Linked DNA regions of Oryzias latipes: region 1 is linked to region 2. A link is a contact called in public Hi-C data. All regions are on one chromosome and are shown on one strand. Each heading gives the region's core, a stretch centred on a gene start, on an enhancer-like site or on the middle of the called end of the contact. The rest is flanking DNA. Distances are from core to core; before and after follow the strand shown. Region 1 holds the start of LOC101171022 (transcription regulator protein BACH1). Region 2 holds the start of sod1 (superoxide dismutase [Cu-Zn]).

Region 1 (2,788 bases), core at 102-2,601, 140 kb before region 2:
CCTTATTGCTGTTTTCAGAGCTGGGGCTTGGAGAGCAGGGAAGGATGCAGTCATTGCAGATCTTCTTTTCAGGAGCACACGCCTCTTTTCCACAAGCAAGCTGGAACTTCCGGTACTTTGGACACTGGATTAAACTGTCAGTCCCTGCTTCAACCCCCAGTGCAGGGATGTCTTTCATTTTTGGACTTTCCATCATGTTGTTCTCTGGTTTGTTACAGTCCAGACTCACTTCCTGCTGAGATGATGAGTCAGCAACTGGTTTTACTTCTTTGTCACAGAAAGACGGATTGTCAGAGTCTGTGCCGAATTCTTCCTTTGACACCTGCTTTTTGTGATTTTTTTCACAACACATTTTTTTTACATGTGGAGAGGAGCTTTTGCTTTTGGAGAAAAACTTTGGAAGGAGGAAATCAAAACAAGCCTCATCTAGATCCCTGAAGCCAAGTATGGAGGCTGCGTTTCGTATTTGTAAGACGTTCTCTTTCACAAAGTGCAGTTTGGATGTGTAGGCAAACTTTAGCAGAGCTTCAAAGCCCTCAACCGTCACCTGTAAAGGACAGAAGAAATCTTTCATGTTCCTAGAAAATGCATATTTCTTGTCATTTTGACCCATTCAATTAATAAATTAGTATACACGTGAATATTATTCTTAATAGACATATTTCTATTTTACAAAACTGTTGATATATAAGTCAAAAGTTAAAAAAAAACTATATATATATTTACATATATATTCATTTAAAGCTTAATGCAACAAATATTTAAGGAGAAAACCATTTTCTCAGCATTTTCACATGAATGTGGCAGAAAAGTGATATATTTTTGTAGCACTTTGGGGTGATGTCTCACCTCTGGTGGCAGAGTGACAACTGCTCCATGCTGCATGAGGGAAGAGATCCTCAGCGAGAAGTACTCACTGCAAGAAGTGAGTACGGAGCGATGGGCCCTGAAACTTTGACCCTCCACCATCACCGTAACATCACATAACGTGTCCCGGCAGCGCTGCTCATCTAGGCGGTGCAACACATGGCTGGAATGCACTGTCGACTCAAAAGTAAACACAGACGACCGCGAGGTAGACATGGCCATCTGGGACATCTGTTTGTACACATAGCACACACACCGTTTAAACACCTAAGGTCAAAATTTCCCTTTATGACAATAGTCAGACTTTCAGGTAACAATAAGCTTACCTTTCAGTGCAGACTTCATTCAAGCCTCTTCTAGTAATAAAGGAACCTCCCTTGTACACTTGGATGTTGCTAGATGGAATGTTGTTCCACCAGGCTGTTTCTCAGAAAGTCTTATCTCAAACTGCCTTCTAACTAAAAGCTGCGCTTGACTCAGTCATATGGCCTGTGTGTGAGTACGTGAGAGGGAGGGGGGGGGGAGTTTGAGGGAGAGCCTGTTTGTGTGTGTACGTGTGTGCGTGTTGCAACACACATGGGTGTAACAAAGCAGAGCTGACTCATGAGCTCCTGCTGATAAAGGATGAGCAAGCAGTTTTCCCTTCCTTCCAATCCCACCCTTGGATCTGTCTGGTAAACGAGAAAACTATTCCCAGAAAGGAATTTTTTTTGCTAATCCAAACCCCCAAATGCAGGAATCAAGACAAGGAATGTAAAGTTGTGTTTACATGAATGCATTGCTTGTTATTGATAATTTATTCTGTGTAAAACTAAAAAGGACAAGTTCTAGAAAGAAAGAAAAACAAATATTTTTTTACAGGTTTCCAGAAACAGGGGGACGTTATGATAATCAAAAGGTTAATATTTTGCAGAAATGTGTTGGCTCATGTCTTGTTTTTTTGCTTCAGCTAGCAAATCATTAAAGGAACTTGGTGCAAAAAACATATCATGGGTGTCTGCAAGCAAAAACATGGAGGAATTGTCCAAAAAGCAGAGAAAGACTGCACTCAAAAGCTCAGATTAACATTTTGATATTTTATCAATTGGATGTGTTGAGAAAACACACATATATATACCAATACGACACTGTACGAGTCTCTAGCTGACTAAAGCTTCACTTCACTAAAATGCAGCTGCCACAATCACATGATATGAAAGAAGAAGGAAGTCAGCCACAGGCAAACTGACCAATCAGGTCAGTGTTTTATGATTCCAAAATGAACTAATCTCGTCATTAACAAAAGAAAAAAAACATAACTTCCTTTTTCTTTGTAATATAGTTAACAACGGCATCAACAGAGAGAAATGAAACTAAGGAACTGATGCTGGTGTAAATAAAATGCTTTTATTTTAAGATTTCCAACAGAAAAGCAACTGTTTTTTTTTAATTCCTCTTCTTTAGATTCATACTACCACTCAAAAAATATACATCTTGTTCAGTGCTGTATTTTTGGGCATATATATTGAAATAAGCAACCAAATGTTTTTTTTACTCATCTTTTTGACTGGAAAGAGGTTTAGATCAGAACATTTGGACCACATCTCCCCACCTCTGGTTTCACAAGAGTTTCCACAAAACCTGAAACAGATTTAAGAACTGACAACTTTTTGTTAACTTGCGTAACTGCTGGTCCTTATTCTGGAAGACCGAATGCTGTACATCCAAAACAGTACCTAGTTGCACTGTGTCAACAGGTGGTAGAACAATCATAACAACCGAAAACTGATGATAAGTGTACGTCTGTGGTTTGAACAAGTGACTCAGACTCAAATAAAAGCCAGCTTCAGTGTTTCTGTGTAATTAGCTGATTCATACATTGTGTAAAGCGGGTTTTAGTGGAACTTTTATTTCTGGTTGCAGGCCTGATGTCAGCCGGATG
Region 2 (2,700 bases), core at 159-2,658:
TCCTGGTATACATCTATAAGCACTCCAATTTATTAATGGGGAGGGATAAAATAAAAATTCAAACCAATATCAGAAAACTAATAAGCTATAGAACCAGGTTTTGCATTTACTTCGCTACCCTTTCCCACATGACCCTCACCTTTCTGCATCTTCAGGACCCCCGTGGTTCTTGTTGTATGGGTTGAAGTGAGGCCCTGCACTGACGCACCCTAGAAAAAGAAATGTTTGGGGGGACGGGATGTGGAAGCTCGTCAGATAATATTAGATTTCATTTACAGCATTTTCAAGAATCCCAGTCACTCATCGGCTCATGAACTCACCATTGGTGTTATCTCCATACACGTGGATGTGGAAGCCGTGCTTGCCTGGTGTGAGGCCTTTGATTTCTCCAGTCACCTTCACAGGGGCTGAATCGCTCTAAACACACACACACCAAATACCGTGGCTACAAAATAATTCAATCTACTATTTTAGACTGTCTTATGCAAAAGTAGATCTTCAGAAAATGAAATATTGACCGCAGCTCAGACATTTATCTGTTTTTACTACGTGAGAAGTCTAGATTGTTAGCAACGCCAAATAAGTTATTAGAAACAAACAACAAGTTGGTAGACTTCCTATGACTCAGCAACAACATTAGTATATTGTGGTATTTAAGGTTGGATGGGGATAACAATTCTAAAAATGTATCTTAAAAATAGGAAACTAAACAGAACTGGCGCCATCAGTGTAGTAACGGTAACCAATGACCTCATTTACGCAACCACAGGCAGTTGGACCGTTAATCATTACAAAACCCAAAGTCGTAAAATGTCTAAAGGTTGTGCAAATTTAAAACATGGACCTCAGTCAAATTACTCGAAGACAACATGCTTAAGGCCGACAACAACAGCTCATGATGATGATGATGTACGCATTACTTTTTCAGTACGGAGAAAAAAAAGAAATAGTGGTTCATTAATTCTGTACACTACTTATTAAACGATTGTAATTTTGCAAGCTGTTGCCGGTTTTGGCGAAACATAATTAAGTAAAAGCAAACTTCCAGCACAAAAAGGCATTTCCTAATGTGGATAATGATGTATTAGCATCCTAGCTAGCTTAGCAATGAAGAGCTAAATAAGCAGAGGAGATAAACATTAAGCAAAGGTCACGTTTGCTAACTTTGGAACATAACGTGAGACAAAGTTAAAGCTTTAATACAAAACTTTACCTCCTGTTCAAAATTAACCACGCCGTTGGTTTCTCCTGTTCCTTTCAACACACAAACTGCTTTCAGCACCATTTTTGCTCAAGTCTCTCAAGACACTGCTAGGAAAAGGCGACCAATTACAGTTATGAAAGGCGAGGCTTTGTAGGCGGGCTCAAGTTGGAAATAGCCAATCAGATTCCGAGATGAATGTCAAATAGTCTGTTTGGATTGGTCGAAGAAGATTCCAGAAGTAAAAAAGCTATGAATCATGGGAGTACGAATTGCATGTGAAGTTTAATTATTAATGTTAATATCTTTAATTGCGGTTAATACATTTTTGTAAAAATTTTATCTATAAAAGATTTTTATATAGAAATATTGTTTATGTTTGAAAACAATCAGAATAATAAGAATAGTTTTTGCACTCTTTTAAACAAAAACAACTTTGGTTCTGGTCAGATAACAGCAACTTATCAGTTGCTGCTGAAAAATCTATCAAGTTTTTATACCCCATATCATTGAACAATTCTAACTTGAATCTCTTAAATCTTTCCAGGAACAATAAATTAAGTTGTTTCCCCCCCAAAAGATTAATCTGGCACACAATCTTCTATTTTTCAACATTTGTATGGAAAATAAATGTTTTTGTGTAAAAGATGATGGGAAAATAGGGCAGGCTCACTAACTGCTATTTTCTTTGCTATGGCTAGCACTAACTGCTAGCAATAGCAGTTAGTGTCTGGCCAGTCACAACTCAGAAGAATTTTGGATGAACGTCTGCCACTCTGCAGAAACTACGTCATAAAAAAAAATCGCCTAAAAGCAACATAACTGACGTTAAAATAGATCAAAAGATGATTGGACTGCAACTTTAATAATTTATTTGAGATTCCCATTTATTTTAAAATGAGAAAATTTTTCTGCATAGATTAGTGCAAAAGTGAAACACGTTCAAAAAATATTTTTCCATCATCAAAGACTGTCGGTCATCCCAAATTGTCCTTTTTTTACAGATGACTTTCTCTGCTCAAGCAAAATAAGATGTGACCATGGGTTAAAATACAGGACACAAAAACCATTTTGGTACAAAAATAGTTTATTAAAAAGTTTCCTGTGGCTGAAACATTGACATATTTATGTCCATGTCTTCTGTACTTTAAACAAGCCATAAAAACATCAGTCAATTCTCAAACCACTAGGATTTAAAAATGTTAAAGCAAACAAATGCGTGTTGTTCCTTCTGCATTTCATCTTGGATTGAACATGTAACATTATTAACAACAATTACCATAACACCTTTAAAGTCATCAGTGAAAGAAGCATATTTACAGCAGTGTCCAAGGCAACAATACCCTTCCATTCATCAAATTAGTACTGTAGTTCCACACTTGCTGCCTTTGCATTAACCTAAGGAGGAGTGGGGAGGTTCGTTTGTTTGTTTTTAAATCTGGTGATCAAAATGAAACGTATTAAAATGATTCAAAAATATGAAAAGTGACAGCTGTAAA

Evidence for each region. A called contact is a pair of places that touch in the nucleus more often than the background predicts.
Region 1: a contact with region 2 is called in a Hi-C map of embryo, with 1.7 times the contacts expected there. The contact joins the promoter of LOC101171022 here to the promoter of sod1 in region 2.

The regions. Positions count from the first base shown.
Region 1 is chr14:11,090,819-11,093,606 of ASM223467v1, reverse strand. It overlaps LOC101171022 (transcription regulator protein BACH1), which reads right to left and starts at 1,351. Exons shown (of 5, transcript XM_004076215.4): 1 at 1,194-1,351; 2 at 850-1,098; 3 at 1-547. The coding sequence starts at 1,098. map3k7cl (MAP3K7 C-terminal-like protein) reads right to left here. Exons shown (of 5, transcript XM_004076214.4): 5 at 2,232-2,788.
Region 2 is chr14:10,953,970-10,956,669 of ASM223467v1, reverse strand. It overlaps sod1 (superoxide dismutase [Cu-Zn]), which reads right to left and starts at 1,408. Exons shown (of 5, transcript XM_004076213.2): 1 at 1,214-1,408; 2 at 321-417; 3 at 140-209. The coding sequence starts at 1,285. scaf4 (splicing factor, arginine/serine-rich 15) reads right to left here. Exons shown (of 19, transcript XM_011483331.3): 19 at 2,271-2,700.